2 separate regions of the Sus scrofa genome follow, and region 1 is linked to region 2. A link is a contact called in public HiChIP or PLAC-seq data. All regions are on one chromosome and are shown on one strand. Each heading gives the region's core, a stretch centred on a gene start, on an enhancer-like site or on the middle of the called end of the contact. The rest is flanking DNA. Distances are from core to core; before and after follow the strand shown.

Region 1 (6,374 bases), core at 180-2,679, 35 kb after region 2:
CATTAAAGCCAAAGCCTTTAGATGGAGAAGGAACTGACTAGATAAGTGAGAAAGAGCCTTTGGGGAAGGGACCAGAATGGGCAAAGGCCCAGAAGCTGGAAAAAGTTTGACTTGGCTTAAGCTTAGAACATGGAACCTAGCTTGAGCTTGGAGCCTGAGCAGGAGCCAGGACCCACAGGGCCTTGTAAACCTTGATAGGGAGTTGGGCTATGATCCCGGGAGCAATAGGGGGCCCTCGGTGTCTCTGCCGGAGTGTGATTGACCTAGTTTTCATTTTCACAGAATTGGCTGCTGGATGAAGAATGGAGGGGGCAGGGAGCAAGGTCAGGAGGGGCGTTAGATATTCTCTTGGGAAGGAGGAAATACTCCCCTTCCTCTCCGAAAGGAAAGAAAATAATGTAGACTGATTTTCAGCCAAAGAGAAGTGCAAGCACTCCAGGGGGCTCACTTTCCCAGGAGGTTTGGTGCCGGCGAATCAAGAGGAGTTCAGAAGTTTGCCAGGCAGCGGTAAATGTTGAGTTGGTGCTAATAATTTACACTGCGCCAGGGTGGTAGGATTTCCTGATCTTTCAATGTTAGGTTTACTGCCAGGGAGCAGGAATGGGAGAAACAACATAATGGTGATTGAGAATTGGAGATTGGACTGGTGTGCTTGGGAAAGCTGACAGTGTCAAAAGTTCGAAGTGGATTTGGGGGATGGGAGTGGAAATGGAAAGAGAAAGAACAGGCCAACTGAAGCAGTCGCGAGGGCGTGGTGAAGAACAGAAATGAGTTGATGGGTACAGTGAAATGGAAGAGATGCTCAGCCTCTCCCCCTATGCCCCCAAAATAAAGAAAACCTAAGTAACAGTTTATTTTGGATTTTCATGAAGAATTTGAAAGGAAAATTACTGAACTTTTTTTTTTTTTTTTGTCTTTTCTATGGCCACACAGCACATGCAGGTTCCCAGGCTAGGGGTCTAATCAGAGTTATAGCTGCCGGCCTATGCCAGAGCCACAGCCACGTGGGATCTGAGCCACGTCTGTGACCTACACCACAGCTCATGGCAATGCCCAATCCTTAACCCACTAAGCAAGGCCTGGAGTTCCCAGGCCAGGGATCGAACCCGCAACCTCATGGTTCTTAGTCGGATTTGTTAACCACTGAGCCACGATGGCAACTCCTGAACTCATTTTTAAAGTAAAATAGAAAAAACTAAGCTCTCTTTAAAGGTTCTTGTGGCCTGTTGCAGATGAAGGGAGGAAAGTATGAAGCAGGCAATAGATGGATCCAGAAGGAAGGAAATGCAAGTTAAAGAATTTTTAAATTTTTTTCTAAACTTTTCACTTGAGCTGTGTACTTCGTTATTTCACCTCCTTAGCTTGGCCTTTAGATTATGTCTTCTCAGGCGCTCTCCCAGTGCAGAGAGGAACAGCAGGCTAACTGGACACCCTCTTTGGCGAAATGGGGCAAAGGGAAGATAAAATCTGCCCCACTGGCTTTAAGTGTAGGTTCGGTTTGTGACTTTAGGAAGTTGCTGCCCTCTTGTGGCCAATCCTAGAAACAACAGCCAAGAAACGTGTTCTAGGAACAGTGAAATTTTTCTTTTTTTCCTTTTTTTGGCCTCCCTTTGGCATATGGAGTTAGCCGTTACCCGGCCAGGTATCAGATACAAGCTGCTGTTGCGATCTAAGCTGCAGCTGCCGGCAATCGGCTTTACTAAGTGTGGGTTGGGCTTGTGGAATTTAGGAAGTTACTGCCGTCTTGTGGCCAATCCTAGAAACAACAGCCTAGAAACACGTTCTAGGGACAGTGAATTTTCCCTTTTTTTGGCTGCCCCCGCAGCATATGGAGTTCCCAGGCCAGGGATCAGATCCCAAGTGCTGTTGCGACCTAAGCCACAGCTGTGGCAACACCGGATCCTTAACCCACTGTGCCAGCCTGGTCTGGGGACTGAATATGTGTCCCAGTGCTCCCAAGACGCTACCTATCCCATTGCTCCATTCCACCACAGTGGGAATGAAAAAACAAAGCCCTTCGGATGATTCTGATGGAACGCTAAAAGGTTGGAAACCACTCTTCTCAACTCTGGCCTCAATATGCTCCCTTTCCCCATAAAACGTAACCTACTGATTTCTAATTGCATAATAGCAGAACTTAACTATTTAATCCTCTCCATCTTCTGCTTTCTAACCCTCGTTTAAATTCCTTCCCTAAGCTACTCTGCAGGCTGGCAGATCAGCTAGAATCCATGTGTCTGAACCTCCTGCATCTCAGCCAATCTGTGAGTTCTGGATCCCCAGTGTCTCACAACACGGGAGCCCCCCTGTACCCTGCGGTGTTTCATATTCACAGCACTCCTTCACCAGTTTTTTCTTCCCTTTTTAGGGCTACACACACAGCATATAGTTCCCAGGCTGGGGGTCTAATTGGAGCTACAGCTGCTGGCCTACACCACGGCCATAGCAACGCCAGATCTGAGCCATGTCTGCGACCTACACCACCGCTCACAGCAACGCTGGATCCTTAACTCACTGAGCGAGACCAGGGCTCAAACCCACAACCTCATGGTTCCTAGTCGGATTCTTTTCTGTGTGCCACGACAGGAACTCCCTTCACCAGTATTTAATACCAACAAAGTATTGAAAACTACATTCCACAGAGGTTTATATTAATGTAACCTCAAGCGCAGCTAAGTAACAGTAAAGAGTCCAGGAGTTCCCATCATGCTCAGCAGAATCGAATCTGATTAGCATCCATGAGGTTACGAGTTCGATGCCCAGCCTTGCTCAGTGGTTTTAAGGATCTAGTATTGCCGTGAGCTGTGGTGTAGGTTGCAGACGTGGCTCGGACCTGGCATTGCTGTGGCTGTGGTATAGGCCAGTGGCTACAGTTCCAATTCGACCCTTAGCCTGGGAACCTCCATATGCCACAGGTGTGGCCCTAAAAAGACAAAAAATTCCAAATACACCGGGGGTTAAATAAGTTGCTTCTCTTTCCACTGTTTATTATTAATGTACAAAATATACAAAACCAAAAGAAAAAGAAAAATACTCATCCTCAAATCCATTGTGGCTCTAACCATAGACCCTGCACAAAACCCAACCAATCCACTGTTTTCATAGAAAACAACTGATGCTGAGACAGGTGAAGGAAAGGGCTGGAGAGGGCCAGTCACCCTAACGAATCCACCCAGGAAGGCACCTGGTGGGGACTCAGAGGTGGCTGACAGGGCAAGGGAGCTGGAGGCCTCCCCCGACAAGGTTCCAGGTAGGGGCCAGGAGCGCACTCACTCCTGAAGGCAGTGCATGTAGTGTGACTGTCAGGCCCAGCACACCGGGCTTCAGTTGATGAAAAGCTGGTCTCACTGAAGTGTTTTAATTTCCAGAATGAGCCGTAGGCAAGGGTGGACCGCCACAAAGAGCCACCCCTAGGCCAGCTCAAACTTGACTGGATGCAGATAGGAATTTGCCATCATCGAACCCAGCCAGACCCATGCTGCAAACTCGGCTCTTCAGACGGTCGCAGTCCTTAGAGAAAGAATTCAGAACGGATGGCTGGAGGGGGGGTGGGGGGGCGAGGTGTGTTCCGGACTCAAATCCAGCCGGACCGAGCCCCTCCGTGCAGAGGGAGGTAGAGCACCCCTTACCACCTCTACCCCGCAGGGAGGAATATCCGTGGCTGGGATGATCTCACACGCGTCGGGACCCAGCGCAGGAGAGCAGAGGTGGGCTCCGGCCTCGCTAGCTTCAGGTTCTCCGGCACGCAGGGTCACACCGGGGAGGGAGGGACTTGGGAAACCGGACAACTCTCCTCAAAAAGTGAAGCCAACTGGGTCTCCTCTTCAGTCCAGGGTACAGAATGTGTCCAGTCTCTCCTCCCCAGACTGGAGGGAAATATGTACATCGATGCGCACCAGTGATCAGAAAACCCCCAGGAACCCAGGCAGGTGGGCGCTGAGGGGGCCAGCTCCTCATCGGCTGGGGGCAGGGGACAGTGGGCCTCACAGAAGCCATAAAAGGGTGGAAGGAGCCAGGCTACAGTCCGCAGGGCTGTGTGCGGGCGGGCGGGCGGTCCTAGGGCAGGGGGGGCCCATTGACACCCGGGTGGTAGAAGGCACAGTTGTTCTCGTAGCGGCAGTTGCCCTTCATCATGAAATGTCGACAAACGGGGCGCTTTGACATGTCTGTGGGAACAAGGGGGGAATGACGGTTAGACAGAATAGCTCAGAGGTCAGTACCACCCTCGCGGCAGCAGTCCAAGCCTCCTGAGAAGCATCTTTCAGCGACACCAAGCTTGGGGGCCTGGGGGAAGGGTAAAAGGTAGGAGCTGCCAGGCATGCTGGGAACTGGGAACGAGGTGACCTGGGGTTCTGCCTGCCACACCTGAGGTAGTGACAGCCCCCCCGCCAATGCCTGTATGGGACACCAAGAGGCACACAAGGGGACAGGGAGCATCCTCACCTCCTCCGTGGTTGTGGCCTCCATCATGCCCTCGGTGGCCCCCTCCTCCGTGACCAGGGCCATCATGGCCACGGTGTTCATGAGGTGGCGGCCCTCTATGGTCGTGGCCTCGGTGACCAGGGACATCATGAGGCCTGTGGCCATGGGGCCCCCCATGTCCAGGGCCTTCATGGGGCCGATGTCCACCACCAGCACCCATTCCTCCGCCAGGGCCTTCGTGGGGGCGATGTCCACTGCCTCCACCCATGCCACCGCCGGGACCTTCATGGGGGCGATGCCCCCCACCCATGCCACCGCCAGGGCCTTCGTGGGGGCGATGTCCCCCACCCATGCCACCGCCAGGGCCTTCGTGGGGGCGATGTCCACTGCCGCTGCTCATGCCCCCGCCAGGGCCTTCATGGGGACGATGCCCACCGCCTCCAACCATGCCCCCGCCGGGGCCCCCTCGTCCATTAGGCGGTCCTCCACCAGAGCGCCCTCCTCTGGCCCCTCGGAAAGGAGGAGGAGGAGGAGGAGGTTCATTTCCTCCTCGGCCACCGCGTCCTCTATGGTATGGTCCAGGACCTGGTCCTGGTCCCCCTCGCATCGGGCCACCCCGCATGGGGTCACCCGGGCCATCCCAGAAGGGATCACCCCCCCGGGGAGGGGGTGGGGGACCCAGGAGACGAGGACCCACTGGCCCACCAGGGCCCCCAGGGCCTCCATGGGGACCTATTGGGGGAGGAAAGGGAGAGAGACAGTATCAGCTGCCTGTCACACCCAAGGATTGCCACTCCCAGCTTTCATCACCCCTGTAGCATCACCAGACCCAAAGTACAGGGACAAGCCCATTCCACCCTCTCCCCCACTACCTACCAGGCATAGGCCCCCCGGGCCCAGGGGGGAAATGCTGCATGCCCTTAGGGCCCCCAGGGCCTCCTGGGGGGAAACCGTTGGCGATCGGACCAGGGCCCAAGAGTCCATGGGGCACTGTTAATGCAAAAGGAACAAAGCCGTGAGCAGGGGCTGCTGGAAGAGCAGCAGGGCGTCTCCCCACTTAGGTGTGCCCGGCCCACCTCCAGACCAACCTGGCAGAGCACCACGCTCTCTGTTCAGTCTTCCCCTCCCACGTCTTGCTGCCCAGTGGCAACACCCCTGCTCCCCCAACTCCACTGCAGGCCTGCTGGCCTGGGCCCCAGGGCTGGCGGGGAGCATTACCCAGCATCTGCTTGATCTTGTCCGAATAGTCGGGTTGCTTCAGCAGCTCCTCTGAGGGATGACTGTTAGGGCTACCCTGGGAGGCAAGGTCGGGAGGGAACAAGGTCAACCGAGGACAAGGGCAACAAGCAGTCGAGGAAGGAAAACCCGAGGGGGAAGTAAGCGGGAAGGGGAGGCGAGGGCTGAGGAGAAAGGGAGTGGGAAAGGGGCCGGGGCTCATACCATGATGGACGTGAGGATCTCCTGGACATTGATGCCGCCTCCTCCGGGACCCTGGGGGCTCTTCCCGGCACCCATGCTCCCCATAAGATTGGCCAGGACAGGAGGCAATTTTGAACCACCTGCCCCATCGGGTGAGCCACCGGCACCCCCAGGTTCCAAGGTCTCAACATATGGGGTCTCATCCATGGAACATTCCTGAAAGAACAGGGAACAATCAGGACCAAAAAAGAATGAAGAGTCAGTCTCACACGAAAGATGCGTTAAAATTAATCACACCTCTCATCACCATATAACCTTCACTCACCTCATCTAGGGGGATGAGTTTTGGGGGGACGGGTTCATAGGGCTCAGGATCAGGCTCATGAGGACTGTCAGGAATGCCGCAGGTAACAGAAAAAAGAAGCATGACAGTCAAATTATTTATTCAAGCCCTCCTCTTCCCTCCCACCCCCACCCGCTTGCGACTCACCCCAGAGCAGAGCAAGTGCCTCTCTAAGGCTTAATGTCCCAAG
Region 2 (6,258 bases), core at 3,712-6,211:
CGTGTGGTTCAGTGAAGAAGAGCTGGAGGGAAATCCAAGCTCAGGGCTGCCTGTGCTTTAGCCACACTCTCCAATGTTATACCACCCCCAACCCAGACAAGTCAGTGCAGAGGCTACAGAGAGAGGGCACAGGGCCCTGGAGGGAGAGCCGGGATCAGGAGCCAGGGGAGGCTAAGCCCGGCTGAAATGACTGGAAAAGGCAGCAACCTATCAGCAGTCAAGCAGGTTTTTCCCAAGACAAAAAGAAGACTGAAAGATAAGTCAGGAGCGTTTCCAAGGAGCTAAACTACGCTACTTTCCCTCATTTCTTCTGGGCTGGGCCTTTTTTGGTTCCATTATCCCCTTAGATACCACACCTTTGTCAAAGTCACTTCTCACTTGCCCCCCCCTGATCTTAATCCTGCATTCCTTTCTTGAGAACAGAGACAAAGTTTTGTTTTGTTTTTTTTTTTGCACCCTTGGAAGTTTCCAGGCCAGCGATCCACTGCCCACTGCAATGACAATGTTGAGTCCTAAACCCACTGAGCCACCAGGGAATTCCTCACGATTCTTTTAGTTGAGCATCACTGTTGATTTTTTTTTTTCTCCTTCTTCTTTTGGTTGCACCCACGGCCAATGGAAGTTCTCAGGCCAGGGATCAAATCTGAGCCATACTGCAACCTATGCCACAGTTGCAGCAATGCCAGATCCTTAACCCACTGCACCACAGCAGGAACTCCTCACCGTCCTCATTTTGAAAAGCAAACTCACAAAGACCGAGAGTGGGTAAATAACTTACTCAAGATCAATAAGCTGAGAAAGAAGTGGGATTTAACTCAGGCATGCTGTGACCCTTCCCCAGTAGCAGATGGCCTCCTCTGCCCTAGTGGGACCTATCTTCCCTCTTTTCCAAATGCTGAAACCCTGGGCCTCTTGGAAGCCACCGTGCATGGGCCGCCTCCTTACCCACACAGCCGATGGTCACCACCCCGTCCTTGTAGCGCTCCCGCGTTGGGCCCGTGGGCTCCATCGCCGAGTCAGTCTGCTGCTCCACCAGGACGGCCGGCCCGTCCTCCTCTTCCTCCTCCTCCCCGGAGCCATTACCCCAGGTGGCCCCTGCCACATCCCGGGCAATCTTCTCCCGCCAGCTGCTCAGGTCCACTGTGCAAGGAAGGAGAAGGCTCTCAGGGCTGCTGGGTACCACGGCACAGACAATGCACTGCACAGCTGATTTATGTGGCACCCTCTGGAGGTAGGAAAAGCCAAGGACCCCATCCTGGAATTGCACGTATTACTGAGTTTTTGAAAAGCACCGGCAAGACTAAAGGCAGCAAACCACTGGGGCTGCTGCCTGCCACCTCCTTTTACCCACCAAGTCAGGCTGCTCCCTCTTCCATGCCTCCCTGTGGTCTCTCACCTGAGTCCATACCAGAGGCTCTGACTTCAAGAAAGGTGAGCAGAATGACTCTGGGCCTTGGGTCTCTCCCATGGCCTTCCATGGCTACCCCCCGAAGTGGCACATACCTTTCCCCGCAGTGATGGCCTCACAGGCTCTCAGCAGCTGCTCCGGCCCCAGGGCCCGAGTCCATCCCCTCCCCCGCCTCCGACTCTTCTTCAAGACTGAAATCACAAGGCACAAACGTGTGAGCACACCCCATGGGGCTTATGCCCCCACCACCCCCCGCCTCAGGCCCCAGATCAGGTTCCCCTCTGTCCCCTGCCAATCCCCTCTTTCCCACGCTGCCCTCCTCACTGCCCACTCACCGCTGCTAGGATCCTGCGGTGTGCGGGGGTCCCGAGGAAAAGAGGTGAAAAGGACAATGTGGAGCTGGGGATAGTGCTGGTGGAAATAATGCTTCCAGGCAACTACGAGAGCTGGCGGGGCCAGATCCACCTTGTTCAGGACCAGCACCAAGGCCAGCCCAAGCTCTCCAGTCACGTACTCATAAAGTGCTGGTGGGAAATTCACAACCTGAAAAAGGGATGGGAAGAGAAGGGAGCAACGCAAGGTCAACCCCGAGTTCTCTGCCTCCAGCTCCGCACTCACCAGGCACAGCTTGGAAATAACACCCTGGTGGAAGCAGAATCTGGGGCAACAAGGGTAAGTCAGTCAAACTGAACTCAGAAGACAAAGCAGGGGTAAGTGACACCTGTGCATTTGTCTCCAGAGGATTCTCTACAGGGCCTGATTAGGGATGGAAATGAGCTGAAAACACGACCAGGAAACAGGGACCCACCCCAGCACACTGGGGTAAGGGCTGGAATCACAAACAGGGATGGGGGTTGGGATAGAAATACGTTATCTATTTTCTTTCTTTTTGCTTTTTAGGGCTGAACCCACGGCATATGGAGGTTCCCAGGTTAGAGGTCGGATCGAAGGTATAGCTGCCGGCCTACATCACAGCCACAATTAATGCCAGATCCCGGCCACGTCTGCGACCTACGCAACACCAGATCCTTAACCCACTGAGCGAGGTCAGGGATCAAACCCGCATCATCATGGATGCTAGTCAGATTCATTTCCGCTGGGCCATGATGGGAACTCCAAAAATATGTATCTATTTTCAAGTGCACACACCTGTCTACATGTGTACACATGCATACATGTGTGCATGCACACATGCACATTTGTGTTGAGTATGTGTGGCTGTGTGAGCGTGTGAATGCGCGTGTATGTCTGTGTGAAGGAGTGTGCATACATGCTGTTAAAGATCTCCAACCTGAATGTCCCCACAGTCCTCAGACTTCCCTTTCTCCCACTGGAGGACAACTGTGAAGTAGCAGAGCCAGGTCACACAAGGGCCGTCCAGCAGCAGAGTCTACAGCTTTAGCCACTACCCTAGCATCCCGAGGGAGGCTGAGTTCTGCAGTGACCCCTACGGCAGGGCAGCCCTTTTCACAGAATCCCCTGGAGCTCCATACTGGGACTTTGTATGAGCTCTAGTGGGCTAGGAAACAGGATATGCAGTTTTTCATCAAAGGAGCAAAGAAAAGGAGAGGCAGTGGCCAGGGGAGGAGTGACAGGCTGGGACACTGATGAATAAAGACTGAGTCTTTGGACTGCAGCCATCAGCATGGAATAGAGGAGACCAGAAAGGAAGAGGTTACCTCTTTGCCTCCCAACTCCTGCTTCTGCCCTTTACCCCACAAGGATCTTCCTCCCTCCTCCCCTGGCCCAACCTCATCCCCAGGACTCACTGGATGTCGGATATCAGTAATTAGCAGGACAATGTCAGACATCTCTAACACTCGCCACAGCTGCCTCCATGTCTGAAAAGACAAGGTTGATATGAGAGAACCTGAGCCCAGAGTTGCTCTCCTGCCTGACGGCAGACCAATCTGACCACGTGTCACTACGCCCCACTCCTGTCTTCACTCTATTCTCACCTCCAGATTGTGCTCAAAGTAACTGAGTTTCTCAGAGGTATAAGCCCCATGAATCTTCCCAAGATACTCCTGGAAGCTCCGTTCCTCCTGGCTCATCAGTTGCTCCTTGGACATTTCATAGTTCCAAGGAGGACGTCGGGGAAAGTCCAGAACTGAGAAATCAAGAAAAAGTCCAAATAAGTCTGAGAATAGTTTTAGAACCTAGGGTGCATCCCAGGCCCTCCCATTCTTCCTCCCAGTCAGCTCTTACTCTTCTAAACTCCTTTCCCCAGCCCACTGCCTGACCTAAGCTCCCAGCGCTGAGCTCACTCACCAGACCCAGGCTGATAGACTTCCTGGATGTCCAGCTCCAGCAGCTCAGCACTCACGGGCTGCAGCACTTGCTCCCGGGCCGCTCTCTTTCTCCTCTCCACCTCCTCTCGGCTGTCTCGCTCAAAATGCAGCCGATACCTAACAGGACAGGGACCACCACATCCATCGCCAATCCTTGGTCACAAACTACCCTCTTGGGCAGACAACTTCGCAAAGCTTCCTCTCCAGAGTTCAAGTCACTCCTCTGAATGGGCCCTCCCCCAAATCTTTTTCACACAGCAGTAGGCCTTCCTCCAAGTCTCGCCCTTCTGAAGGCCAAACTCTCCCCAGCCCCTCCAGTCCAGAAGATCGTGGCCCGCTCTGGTGACCCAGAGGCCCCGCGGAAAACCGTCGCATCCCAGCCCCACCATCTCCAGTTTCAAGCCTCCACCAGCAGCAGCCTGCTTTCCCCTAGCGCTCTGACTTCCGGGTAGGCGGGGAAGCCCAGGCCAGAGACCCCCGCCCACTCTCACCGATTTGGGTCATAGCCACGCGGGCCCAGCCCCTGGGAAGGCTGCTGGTTGAGCCTGCGGATGTGATGGGTCACAGATTCCCCGTCCGAGGTGTCAGTCTGCTCCTCCCGCCGCTCCCGGCTCCCGCTGCGGCTGTTGGAACTGGATCGCAGCCCATCTTGAAGCCCTGCGGGGAGGAGCTGGTGACGCCAGTGCTGGCCAGCTCTCAGGGGCCATAAGACCCCCCCCCCACGGTTGGCCTGGCTCCTCCTCACACCACCCTGATTCTTTTGAAGCCAGATCCTCCCACCTACTCTGCCCAGGACCCTCCCGGATGTGCGTGGGGGGAGGCACTCCTCCAGGGATCTGTGGGGATGGCGCCCCGTAGGAGCTGGAGGGATTCCCCTCCCCCAACTCTCCATCCTTCCCCACCCCTTCCAGATGTAGGGGGGCTGGGGTGAGGGAATCCCCTCTGCGGTCGCCCACGCGCGTCGGCGCGCTGCCGCCACCCCTTCCCACGCCTCCCAGAGGTGAGGTGGGCACACCCCTCCCTCCAGATGTGCGGGAGTCCGAGCCCCGCCCCCTCTTCTGGCTCCCGCACTGACCTCGCTTCCGCTCCCGCTTGTCCTGCAACTGCTTCTTCTTCTGCTTCACGCTGAAAGGCTTCTTCCTCGGCATGGCCCGGACCAGTCACCTGGCCCGCCCTCCGCCGAGCTCCAGCCGCTTCAACTGACTCCCCCCGGGGCAGCCCCGGTCGCAGGGGCCCGGGACCCTGGAGGGGGCGGGGCTGGAAGGTGACGTCAGCGGGCGGGCCTGGCCGATGCGCCCCCGCGGCCGGGGTGGAAGACGACCAGGGGAAAATACAGTCACTTTCCACTGGGAGCGAGGCAAGAGAATGATGAGAGGTGGGCTACCAGCATGTAAGAGCCAGTGGCACGGACAGGGCTCAGCAGCCGCGAGAAAGGAGGCGCGCGTGGGAGGATCGGTCTAACTTCGTCACGGACGCTACCAACTAGCGCTCGGAGGAGGGGGGACGCGTGTCATCACTACCTTGCGCGCGGGGGAGAAGCTACCACTCACCTGGTGGGGGCAGTGGAGCGGAGGGCGGGTCTTACCACCCGGGGGAGAAAGGGACGCGCAGAATCTACTTTACCAACCCTCCGGCTGGATCTTGGAGGAAAGCCGCGACCACGCGTCCCGGGAAGGAAGCCAAATGACTGGGCTACACTAGGACAGGGTCAGAGGTCTTGAGGGGCGGATGGCGGTTTGGAGAGCCCTAGGCACTGCCCTGCTGGCACCCAGATTCCTTGTGGGAACGGTGATAAGGAGCAGATTTACAGATCATAAGTGCAAGTGCGGCCGAGGAGGGAAATCCAGGTGGGACAAGGATGTTTGGAGGGAGGTCACAGGGCACGAAGTTGTGCCTGCAGCTGTTACCATAGAAACCGGGGACCGGATGTGGCGATCTTAGGGTGCGACAGCCCCTCTGTCAGGCTTTCTGCCCCGAGAGCCCGCCGACTCTATGACACACTGTGAGGAGCCGGTTGTGTTTTTTTCCCAGCCGGGGGGAAGCGAGCGACTTTTTCAAGCGTTCATAGAAATGCGATAAAGGAATGGTTTGGGATTGCTGCCACGCCTGGCTAAGGCCGAGGGAGCCTGCTGATGTGAGACGAGCCGCACAAAGGGTCCCCAGAGCCTTCCGGAAGTGAAATGGCGGGAGCCCCAGCCTTCACTGTCCACTGCCCCCCCGGAAGCGGAAACAGAATTCCAGCGTGCCCCTTCCTCACTGCTCTCCAAATCCCGCTGCAGCCATTGCCGCAACCACGATGCCGAAACGAAAGAAGCAGACTCAGCAGCAGCAGCCTCCGCATCAGCAGCCCCCACTGACAGAGCGGGAAGAGACTGGAGATGAGGAGGATGGGAGTCCCATCGGTGAGGAGTCCGAGAGGGGTGTGCACATGCCTGTCAGCTGGGCCAGGCGAGGGGCTAGCCGCCGAAAATGTGCTGGGGAGGGGGCTCTAACGGAAGGAGGAAGGGCGCACGCGCTGGGGCGGGGGCTGGGGGAGGCCTGTCCGGAATAGAGCACTAT

The links. HiChIP or PLAC-seq counts read pairs in DNA pulled down with a chosen protein or histone mark.
Region 1: a contact with region 2 is called in an H3K27ac HiChIP or PLAC-seq map of alveolar macrophages. The contact joins the enhancer-like site here to the promoter of PRR3 in region 2. A contact is called at or near these places in 16 of 47 Hi-C or Micro-C datasets (alveolar macrophages, blood, embryonic fibroblasts and 8 more) and 2 of 2 datasets of contacts at active chromatin or transcription factors (alveolar macrophages and skeletal muscle).

What each region holds. Positions count from the first base shown.
Region 1 is chr7:23,145,877-23,152,250 of Sscrofa11.1, forward strand. PPP1R10 (protein phosphatase 1 regulatory subunit 10) reads right to left here. Exons shown (of 18, transcript NM_001123165.1): 13 at 6,167-6,230; 14 at 5,863-6,057; 15 at 5,641-5,716; 16 at 5,299-5,412; 17 at 4,444-5,154; 18 at 4,057-4,166. The coding sequence ends at 4,057. Among named protein-coding and RNA genes, the nearest start is that of PPP1R10, 9.7 kb to the right of the region's middle. Within about 2 kb of position 1,430, at least 26 of the 83 cell types and tissues checked have an H3K27ac peak or open chromatin away from gene starts, as enhancers often do. A contact at or near this core is called in alveolar macrophages, fetal liver, liver and 3 more, where this site is marked.
Region 2 is chr7:23,107,568-23,113,825 of Sscrofa11.1, forward strand. PRR3 (proline-rich protein 3) reads left to right here and starts at 4,962. Exons shown (of 5, transcript XR_002345608.1): 1 at 4,962-6,101. GNL1 (G protein nucleolar 1 (putative)) reads right to left here and starts at 4,847. Exons shown (of 12, transcript NM_001128478.1): 1 at 4,775-4,847; 2 at 4,191-4,356; 3 at 3,680-3,816; 4 at 3,367-3,518; 5 at 3,178-3,249; 6 at 1,744-1,951; 7 at 1,504-1,599; 8 at 946-1,140. The coding sequence starts at 4,847.